Linked DNA regions of Danio rerio: region 1 is linked to region 2. Evidence: chromatin contacts called from public HiChIP or PLAC-seq data. All regions are on one chromosome and are shown on one strand. Each heading gives the region's core, a stretch centred on a gene start, on an enhancer-like site or on the middle of the called end of the contact. The rest is flanking DNA. Distances are from core to core; before and after follow the strand shown.

Region 1 (6,148 bases), core at 1,985-4,484, 290 kb before region 2:
GAGGTTATACAAAGTTATAGAGATTAAAAAAAAACATTGAAAAAAAGTAAAAACAAAATGTAACATACAATATACCTCACATTTACATTTAGCCGACACTTATGTCCAAAGCGACTTACAACTGAAGAGGCATTCCGCAATTCAACAAGAAATAAGCACCTTACAAATAGAAAAATAAAAAAAGTGTTTCTTTAGATCTCGAATCCATCACCCGAGCAGCTCCAATAAAAAAAAAAGAAAGAGAAAGAGAAGCACTTGAAACTAAGCAAAACACTCAAATGTCTCTGTGATTTAGTTTAAAGCTAGAAGTACAGCATCTCAACAGAACAAGACAAACAGGAGAAACACTGTCTGTGCAATGAACAGTCCAGTTAAAGGAGTTTACCATGGATAATCTATAGATTTACAATAGAACCAAGTAACAGTAACTGCACCCTGGTTTTGTGTCAGGATTGGGAAGTAAACATGAATTTTATTACATTAATTACTGAGAGATCCTTTATATAGATATTGTTTCGCTGAACATAAATTTACATCTGCTCTGTGTCAAAAAAAGTCAGGGAATAAAAACCTGTTTTATGAGTTCATATCAACCACTTGATCACACAAGAACTTTGAAACTAATTTCATTGTTAAAATATTTTGTTAAGGAAAAAGGCTGCCAAAACATTTTCCATATACCTCAAATTGTGAAATGTTCATCTGGTTCATCTAGTTATGTTTTGAGTAGTTTGCATTAACATTTTAATGTTGAAACAATCTGCCTTTAAACTTGAGTATAGAGATTTGACATGTATTAATATCAAGCGGTCATAAAAATAAAAAGGAAAACACTCATATTTTTCTTAATTTTGTCTCAGATATTCCTCAAAATAAAGTCATGTTTGGAAGTCAGATATCGACTAACACAAAAGTAGTAAAATGCTTAGCAAAAACAAAAGAATGTTTTCTGTAAGATCCTATTTTGTTCAGTGTTGTTTTGCTCATTATGTCTATGCTGCTGGTCTGAGGCAAATCCCTTGTGTTGGACTCTAGTTCTGTGAGTAACGCCAATGTTTTTAGGGGCTCTCATGCCACTTTTCATAGTTTTTCCTCTGTCAACAGCAGGTGCACAGGGACATCTGCGCAGCTGTATCAAGGATGAATTAGCTTTTAAACTCAAACCACTTATAATTTAATATGTCCTTGTAACTGTACTAGTTAATGTTGAGAACTACGTACTGTAGGTCTTTAGAGTCTTATCTGAACTATTCCCGAGTCTGGCTCTGCTCTACGGCCTTCATACTTAAAAACTCCCACAAAAGACGCACAAGCGCACACTCAGCCAAACACACATGCCTTCTGTTAGACACGATCCTAAAATCCGAGCGGTCTGGTTTCAAATGTATTAAACAACTTTCTTTTTTCCCCCTCTTAATCAGTTCCAGCATTATTTTATTTGTATTTTTTTGCTTTCCTGTGGTCTGAAGGACTCTGTCTGGGGCTCCTTCATAGAATCATATCTGCCTTAGACTTAAATATGAGGCTGGACGTCAAAACACGTACATGTTTTTAGAGGTCAGAGCAAATCTACACTTCTGATAAGGAAGTGTGTGATGTGGAAGAGGACAGGAACAGCTATGATAAGATTCAGGGTGAGGTGAGCACACGTCTTTATCTACACTGTAAAAAAAATATCAGTTAATTAACAGGTTTTGTATTTTACAGTTCACTTTATTTGTTATTTTATATATTTCTATGTCAACTTTTTATGTTGAAAATTCAACTGTGGAGTTTAGCAAAGTGACTTAATGACATTTTAGAAGTTTGAAATTAAAATTGTATTAGATTGTATTAAATTTTTGTATTGTATTATAAGAAATTAGGACAGAAAAACAACACAATATTATTGTAAGTGCATTTGCAGGTTATTATAATGTTATTTATAAAGGCAACATAGGCAATATATCACTTCAAACTAGTAAATTGTCCAAAAAAACTCACTTTTTCCAACGTTTTACAAAAAGTTGTTGGAAAAAAGATTAATGTACAATACAATGTATAATTCAATTCAAAATCATGAATATATAAAATGTTCACAAAATATGAAAAACTTTATTTATATATTTTTACAATGCACAACAACAATGACTAAACTATCAGTTTGACTGGTAAAACCTTTCTGTTAATATAAAATCCTGGTGTTCTGTAAATTAAGTTGCTTAAGACTGGTTAAGGGACAAAACAACCTGTCCAAAACACTGTCTCTGACCTGGTCTAAGTTCAGACACAACAACCCTGACAAAATATAAAACTACTCTGTCATGCACTCTCTCCCACTTTCCCTATCTGTTATTTCTTCCTTTGCCAAATCCACTACGAAAGCTATGCAAGGCTACAGTGCCCTCCTACTCTCTCTCCCTCTCTCAGACACACATACATGTCTTTGCAGTTATCTTTTCATCAACACGTATACCACAATTGCTCGCACAAAACATTCTTCACTTAGCTCAACAATTTCAGAATAGTTTGTGTGCGATAATTGCAGAGAAAATTGATCAGAAGATGAAAGTAAACATGACTTGCTGTGCTACTGGCCAACTGATTACTGAGCTGCAGCGTTCAACTTAAGGTAATGCTCTCTAATAATGCAATGCAACACAATGCAGAGTACCATAATGATTGTTACACAATGAGATGAGCTGAAATGAATATGATGCATTGTCAGGTTGTAAACTAAAATGAATTGTTATGTAATTTAAATCTTTTTTTAGTTACGTAAGGTCATTCAAAGCCACTTCAAAGGTCAATGCGTTCATTATCGCCACCATGCGTTCATAAGATGTTACTGCGGTAAAAACAGTACATGTGAAAGTTCTAAACGTTTTCATTTGGAAAAAAATAATTAATCTTAATCAGTTCTAGATATTTTTTTTCGTTTTTTTTAAAGATGTACTTTACATTTATATACAGAATGTCTGTGGTTGAGTTGATGTGCCACAAGATATCAAACAGGTATCGTTCTGTTTTAGATTCAGATAACTGAAATGCCGTTATATAGCAATTTCCATTCAATCGCATTTCTCAATGAGATGACTTTGAGATGGTGTAGGCGCATCCTAATTCTCCTTAAACGGCAGCTTGTTTGAGAGTCACATTAGTGTGAACATGTCTTGACATGCCTCCTGTCTGTCCCCGAGCCGCAGCGCACGGTAGCTCACAGGGCAAATGTGCCAGTCAACAGCTTCAACCACAAGCTAAATTGGACCGAATTTACCCAAAGCCACAGGAGACGTTTACTTTAATGGGACAGAGAATTAAGTGACTGCCGAGAGTTGCCCCTGCTACAATGTAAGTGCGGATGAAAGTGTCCCTAATACGTGAGTTTACAGGAGATTGATGATTAGTAGCCGGTGCGCTGCTCTCTACTTCTGAATCGTAGCTGTGCGCCCTACTTAGTTCAGTTTGAGCACCTTTCTTCTGTTTTATGCCTCGGGAAGATTATTCCCAGCAGATCATTTAACGGAGGTATTTTTGTTTTAGATGGCACCTGAATGTGTGCTCTCTCTTGATCTGTTTCTCCGTGTTCTCAGATTGAGAATGAATGAACGCGAATGGACATTAATCTTTATTATCGAAACGAATGTAACTACACACTGAAGCTGACTATACTGTGTTGCCTATATTCCACGAAATAAGCAGGACTGCTTTCTTTTCTTTTATCTTTTATTTTCAGTTAATAACACAGCGATATCAAGCAGTTTATTTAATATGCATAAATCTGAGGATATGAAAAAGTTGCAAATATTTACTATTATTTAAAATCTATATAGTTTTAACTGAGTGATTTATAACTCGTCGTTAAAATCGTTTGTTCCACTAAATTGCCAAAAAACATTAAAAAAAGAATTGTTTTATTTGAATATATATTTTTAAACAGTATGATCTAAACCTCTGTTGGATTATTTTCAGAGTCCCACAAGGTAGCTGTGAAATACTTTTTAAGTTGATTAGTTATACATTTGTGCAGATTCTGTTTAAGCAATTGTGTAATATTTAACGTTTCCTAAAAATGAATGAATGAACCAAATCCCATTCTGTATTAAAACAATAACCTAGAACAAAATGTTCCTTGAATTTAAAAGGTATTATTACCATTAACTATAGTAGTTCAATATGTTTCAGTAATTATACAAATATAAATTATACAAAAATGTAAATGCTATGTAGGTTAAATTGGGGTTTGAATTCTTTTTTTATTTTCAAATTCAAAGACAAAAACTGAACTTCACTGTACAAAAATCTGATTTAAAAGTGGCAGCTGATGGTAAAGAAATTTACTGTATAACAAATATTGATAGTTATTCAGAACATACTGAATGGTATACTGTATTGCTGTCTGTATATTTTACAAATTATTACTGTATTTCATTAAGTGATTGTTAATATTCATTTGAACAATCAAATTGTGCAATTTGCCTCCAAATGTATATATAAATAATAAATAAAATATGTCAGTAAAATATGACTAATAGCATAGTATCACGTGAAAACCATATACCATCAGTGACTCACATGATGCTAAAGTAACATAATAAACATTTGCTAAATAACAGATAAAAATAAAGCTATTCAAATGTGATATAAATCTCTGGATACTTTTACATTTTTTTCACTGTGGATTACATTTTAATGACTAATTTTACCAAATCAAACGTACATTATTTTACAGGAAAATACAATTTGATGTTGACTGTTGTTCCATTGTGTTTGCGGTCACGCACAGTTGTGAGTGTGACATGTTTGAACTCTTTCTCTGACCTTCACAAAGATATGGAATGGACTGTTTGACAGACGAGTATTATCACAATGGAGAATGTCACAAGTGCCCACAGTGCCCACCCGGCCAAGAGCTGAAAGAGGTAAGACAACAACAGAGAAAGAGAGCGAGAGAGAATGCCCTACTGTGTGATAGAAATATTACTGTAAGACAAATGTTTGCAAAGTCATTTGATTCAAATAATCAACATTTGACAAGCCTAGGGGTTATTTGAAGAAAGCAACATTTAACAGCATAATTAACCTCACTTATTTTTAAATGCTAGTAGATGAACTGGCATGTATGATCCCCTGCAGTTAATGTCAACATTCCTTTTTGATTAAAGTTGTAAAATTCTATGCAGGCAGCATAATACTGCTGTATTAATAAATATTTGATTTTGCTGTAAATGTTTATACTGATAGGGTGAACTGATAGGTTCAGCGAGCCAATGATGGTTTGTTGGTCATACTAGCTAGTGCTCAGTTGGTTTATCTGGTCAACAGATAGGTCCCCCAGCCTGACCAGATGAAAACCACTCTAAAGTCAGCCAGCAGCCCTGCCCTTCCAAATGCTCACATATCACTTGTGTTTTGCCTGTAGAAAATGGTGTAAAAACAGAAATTGCTAGTCAGTTTCATAAATAATAATAACACAATTTAAAAAAAAATGTTTTATTTAAACTTTTAATTGAAAAATTCTGCAATACTATTTATTATCGTAAAAAATATACCCCAATAGCTTTAACTAAAAATATATTTTTATAGTTGACTGCTGGTTTAATAATTCTTGACTAAAATATAACATATTTAAATATTAGTAGTTCTAATTATATTTGTACTCAATATAGTTTAATATTCCTAAAAACAAAACAAAAATGCAATTAAACGGTTAATAAATATGTTTCTGTGCAATTTTACATATAAAATAATAGTACTCAAAAAATAAATGTTTTTTTAAGTGTGAAGTGGACCTAGGTTTCTGTTTAAAGACGTCATGTGCACTATGTGAACATGCTGCAATGTCACATGTCTGCCACCAGAGGCTTTAGCGTGACCTTAAATGACTTCAAGACTGGGCTTGGTTACAAAAGCTGGGTTCTCAGAAACTGTTTGACATCCAATGCACTTATCATGTTACTTAATATGTTTGTGTGCATGTGGGCTGTTAGGACTGTGGTTATGGTGAAGGTGTGCCGGCTGTGTGTGGCGTCTGCGATGTTCGGTGGTTTAAAGAAGACTGGGGTTCTCACCCTTGTGGATTGTGCCAGAACTGCCGCAGACTCAACAGACACCAAATCAAGCGCTGCACACACACAGACAACGCAGTTTGTGGAAACTGCCTCCCAGG
Region 2 (5,424 bases), core at 932-3,431:
AAGCGGGTTCCTCAGCTGTCAGATGTCACTTCACATTAAAAAGCGCTAATCCCGTCACGACTGTGTTTATGAGGCTGTTTGGTCACTTCATTCGTTTTATTCTGATCAGATATCCGATCGCTCAAACAACTTCAGAGGGTGATCTGGGATGCATTCCAGATGAAACTGGAAAGGTATAATCCATAAATTAATATAAATAAAATAAATGTTGACCTGGAAAAAAATCTGACCTGCGCCTGAAACACCTGTAGGTGCGCTTTTACAGCCAAAATTCTATTAAAAACAGTATAAGCATAAAACATGTTCTAACCTTCCAGGCCTTTAGCCAGGGGTGTTCGGAAGACCCATCCCTCACAAAGGTCCAGAGTTTGTCCCATACATGAGCTCATTTGTCCTATTTTGACCGCTATGCCATTAAATAATGAAAATAATCCATCGAAAAAGGCTTTAAGACCAAACTGAGGACAGTTTAATGTGCTGGCCAGTTTGTTTTGTCTAATAAATGATAGTAGGCTACAGTTTTTTTGTTTTGTTTTTACTTTCAAACTTTAACATATTGCTATTTATTTCTAATGATATATGATGTAATAAATTTGTATTTTAAAAATTAAAGTCTTGTTTTAATTTTTTAATTGCAATTTTTTAGGAAATATTTTAGTACATCAAAAAGTGTGGTTATGATGACCACTCTGACTAGTTAATCCAGTAAAGTGCAGTATTTAAATCTCATAGTTAAATAGAAACTGTAGCATATAACTGTAAAAAGGTCCACTTTTTGAGAAAAAGGAACCACCCGTTTCACCAGGCTGGCTACGGGCCTGTGAACATATAAGCTGTGATACACTGTAAAACTCAACAATCAACTTTATCAAATGAAATGCGTGTAGTTAACTCAAAATTGACTGGACGTTAATTCTACTCATTTGAAAAGAGTTTTGAACTTGGTGTTAAAGCTCATTACCTAAATAGAGTAAGTTCACATACTCATCTAGATTAGTTTTTTTTTCCTGAAAAGGTTTAAATTGTAATCGGTTTCCTCACACGGTTTGTGTTGACTTTACTGGGTTTTAACATAACAGTACTCAGTTGGTTTGGGTTTTACTGTGCTCATATTGCTTTGTTTACTCAAATGGATTAAGTTCACAGTACTGATTTGGATTAGTTTTTGAACTTAAATGGTTTGTTGCAATTGGTTTCCTCAAATGGTTTAAGTTATCTTAACATTTAAAGTTTTACAGTTTAGGTTTAATAGGTTTTAATGTGTGTCACTGTTTTTTTTCCGTTTCTCTTTGCTCTTAGGTAAATGTATTAAGAAGAAAGAGTGCTGGTAGTGTTTGGGAGGAGAGGGTAGAACAGGTGCTGACACAGTTAGAAAAGGCCGGTCAGATCACGGAGATGACACTTGATGATTTGCTGTGTTACACTCCATCAAGGAAGAGGAGACTTCTGGAGCTACCACAGAAAGACAGACAAATCAAACAAAGGACTCGTAAATCTCTTCAGTCTGGACTGCTGTTAGAATGAACCTATAGAAAGAGGACACATCTAGACTCTCAAGTTCAGTATTTATATTATACACAGTGTTCTTGATTTACACATTCTGAAGGCACAGCCTGTTCAATCTCGGGCTTTTACATGAGCACCTCCTGCTGGTTTAAGCCAGTTACTGTTTCCTTCAGTTGCTGTAATCAAGTTAGGAATTAAGTCACTTTAATAAAGTGTAGTTTGTCTATTTCTGCATCTTTTTGAAGAAGTGTAAGAAAAGTGACTGGTGATATATTTTTATGACTTTATGACTTTTTTACAATACATTGCAACACTTTATATTCTGCGTTCCTAAAATGAATTATATATGATATATATAGAGAGAGCATGCGAGAGAGAAACGAGTTGTGTTATTTTAGGTGAACTATTCGTATTGTACTGATTATGAAATACACTGAATTAGTCTAACAATGTAAATAAATGATTCGCCCAACGTGGGGCTCGAACCCACGACCCTGAGATTAAGAGTCTCATGCTCTACCGACTGAGCTAGCCGGGCTTAAGATTAATGCTTTGGGGGTCACATCAAGGGTTTCCCCGCTAACTCCTTTAGTCCAGTGAGCTACCTATCGGGCACTAGGACCCGGGCGCTACTGCACAGAGGCTTATCGCTGCGATGTGCGGTGATCCGGACCAGACCGAGTCCCTGAATGTATGTAAGCTAGCCTAGCGCCACCAACAACCACCACCACCGCCCGCGGAACACGCGCAATTTCACCCGGGTCCAGCCACCACAATCCCTTGCAGAGGCGTCTTCCTCACCCCCAGCTCCATAATAGTCGGCCCGAAGCTGAAGGTCAAGGTGGAGGCCGTTATTTGATGTGAAAGGGTGTAGATCTGTGCGCCTACAGAAAGAGAGAGAGAGACTTCAGCAACACAAGATGGAGTGCCAGTGGAAACCCGACGAGCAGGGGCTTCAGCAGATCCTACAGCTGCTCAAGGAGTCACAGTCCCCGGATACATCAACGCAACGATCCGTCCAACAAGTATCCTTAACCGCACTGTTAAACCGAGCACTGAAGGGCGGCGGATAAGGGGGATGGCGGAGTTTCAGGAGGAACTGGCCTGTGATTAGCTCGTACCTTAGTATGCACTTGAGATTTGAAACCCACGCGGTCATTTACGGACTGCGTTATGCTTTTGTTTATATGTTATCTGTAGATTAGGATGGTGCCTGTATGGTGTCAGTACGCGTGTCGTCGACTGTCATTCAGGGAGTGTTTAACTTAAAGGGATAGTTCACCTATAAATGGCCATCTGTCATCATTTACTCACCTCAGCTTTTCCCAAACCTGTTTGACCCTTTCTGCGAGGAATGTAAACGATAATGTTTTGATAAAAGTCAAAAGCTACTAACGTTAAGCAATAATGAAAGTCTGTGGTAACACAAATATTTAGCCGCTAACATTAATAAAAAACATATTCTCCTGCCTTCCAGCTTTTTAAACGACATAAGTGTGATAAATGATAAGATAGTTTTCATTTTGAGTAAAATATCCTATCAAACTTTAGATAAGAGCGAGTCCAGCTGTTTTGTGTCTGCAGGCTACACACACACACACACACACACACGCAGAGATAGAGACAGAGACTGCTTACGTTAGAGATTATTTATAAACTATCATATGATCTAATTAACGCTATTTGTGCGAAAAAAACTCGTCTAGACATGATATTCAGGCATCGTAGTCTCGTTTGAATCACTTGTTGTCCGGGTAGTCTGCTGCCAGTAAAGAGACGCAGACGGACCTCCAGCTGCAGTGGCGCGAGTGTTGTCATCTGTTATCACGATATTTCAGTCTCATAATCGGATGCAGCTTAGACAAAGACATCTGACATGCGATGTTTTTGCCTTCATTCCTCATAGGGAGAGTGAGTGATATGTGATATGTGAGTGATGTGTGTCAGTAAGTCACAGGGTGAACTGGGTGATGCTTCAGTCTAGCAAATTATGCATCGTTTTGGTCCAACATGGCATGCAGCTGCCTGTGACAGAAAAGAGCTCACTAAAAATGTATTAATGGTACTATGGTTTTATGCTTTTCCATGTCAAAAAACATTTTCCTAATTTTATAACAGAGGTCTGCAGGTATTTAAATATAGTGTATTTGTATAATTCCCTAAATTTAGGTATGCTATTTTTTTAAATATCGATGATGCCAAAAAACGTTCTCAGCCTCCTTTATCATTAGACGTTTTAATGAGACTGCTCGATGAAAGAATAGTTTACATCAAAATTAAAGTTTCAATTAATCTTTTTTTAACAACACAAATAAGATATTTTTAATAAAATCTGTAAGATTTCTATCTCTTTGTCCACAACTCTGACACTTTAAAAGATTTAAAGGTGAAAAGATTAGGTAATTTAAACATGGTGGCTCAGTGGTTAGCACTGTCGCCACACAACAAAAAGGTCACAGGTTCGAGTCCAGGCTGGGTCAGTTATCATTTCTGTGTGGAGTTTGTATGTTCTCCCCATGTTCGTGTGGGTCCCCACAGTTCAAAGATATGTTCTATAAGCGAATTGAATAAACTAAATTCACTGTAGTTTATGTGTGCATGGGTGTTTCCCAGTACTGAGTTGCACTTGAAAGGGCATACGCTGTGTAAAACATATGCCGGATAAGTTGGTGGTTCATTCCGCTGTGGCGACCCCAGATTAATAAAGGAAGTCGAAAAGAAAATTAATAAATGATTTCTTCTATATAGACATGGTAGTATTATACAATGATTTCATTTAGGATTTTATTTATTCATTTATTTTTTTGGCTTAGTGCCGTTATTAATCAGGGTTGCCACAGTGGAAAGAACCGCCAACTTATCCAGCATATGTTTTACACAGTGGATGCCCTTCCAGCTGCAACCAAGTACTTGGAAAAGGATTTTATTCACCTATTATAAACATTGTTTAATGAACAAACCGAAGAACAACCACACCTGCTTGCTATGCGAGAACAAACCTCGACAACCAAACAACAAGAAACAAACCCGGTTCTGGTGGAAGCTCAAATATGCTGTGTGACATGCTAGAACAAAACTCATTGGTTCTCAAACAAACATAACATGAATATCTGTGAGTAAATTAAAATGCTGTAAACTTTGTCCACAGAATGTTCATTTGTCAATGAAAAGCTAAATTGATGTAGGAATATGATTGTCTCTCTTCAGGTGTCTTTCAATAGAGGTACTGAAATCTTTCAGATTCAATTAAAAATATCTTAATTTGTATTCTGAAGATAAATACAGTTCTTTTGGTTTTGAAAGACAAGAAGATGAGCAAATAGTGACTGGGTTTTTTCAGTAAACTGACCTTTAATGACAGTAACAAAGTGCAGTTTTAGTTAACAGCAGATTTACCGATTTATTATCTAATCAATTTAGGCTCCCTTTATTGACATTTGTGTAGTTTTTAGTTAACATTGCACTGACTTGCCTTTTGTCTCAAGCGTATATTATTTCCAATCCCATAAAGCCATATTCATATTTACTTTACCTAATGTTCAATTATCTTCACACATCATTTGCGAATGAGATCTGACCGGTGCATATATATTTATGGGTTCATTGATGTAATCATCCATCTGGTGTAAACAGCAAACAGTCTGTCCATAAAGGATGTGCTCTCAAGCACATTTCCGCTGCTGTTTGCATTATCTACTGTCTGTGTGGTCTCTTTGCCTTTTCTTAATGTGCACCACAGAAACTCGAGCAGCTCAATCAATACCCGGACTTCAACAACTACTTGATATTTGTGCTCACAAAACTAAAGACAGAAGGTAAGCTTTTCATCTTAACATTAAAGAGTAGGGTGGCACGGTGGATCACGGTTAGCACTGTTGCCTTTCACTGGTTTGAGTCTGTTGGCATTTCTGTGTGGAG

The links. HiChIP or PLAC-seq counts read pairs in DNA pulled down with a chosen protein or histone mark.
Region 1: a contact with region 2 is called in an H3K4me3 HiChIP or PLAC-seq map of gastrula embryo, with 3 times the contacts expected there. The contact joins the promoter of si:dkey-204l11.1 here to the promoter of tnpo1 in region 2. A contact is called at or near these places in 2 of 4 datasets of contacts at active chromatin or transcription factors (embryo and gastrula embryo).

The regions. Positions count from the first base shown.
Region 1 is chr5:36,163,236-36,169,383 of GRCz12tu, reverse strand. si:dkey-204l11.1 reads left to right here and starts at 3,234. Exons shown (of 7, transcript NM_001109739.1): 1 at 3,234-3,330; 2 at 4,811-4,901; 3 at 5,970-6,148. The coding sequence starts at 4,818. It also overlaps a transcript of ar not described here.
Region 2 is chr5:35,874,775-35,880,198 of GRCz12tu, reverse strand. tnpo1 (transportin 1) reads left to right here and starts at 2,181. Exons shown (of 23, transcript XR_012406922.1): 1 at 2,181-4,030; 2 at 4,847-5,321. ptcd2 (pentatricopeptide repeat domain 2) reads left to right here. Exons shown (of 10, transcript NM_001017612.1): 10 at 1,300-1,732. The coding sequence ends at 1,524. It overlaps trnak-cuu (transfer RNA lysine (anticodon CUU)), which reads right to left and starts at 2,044; the gene lies at 1,972-2,044.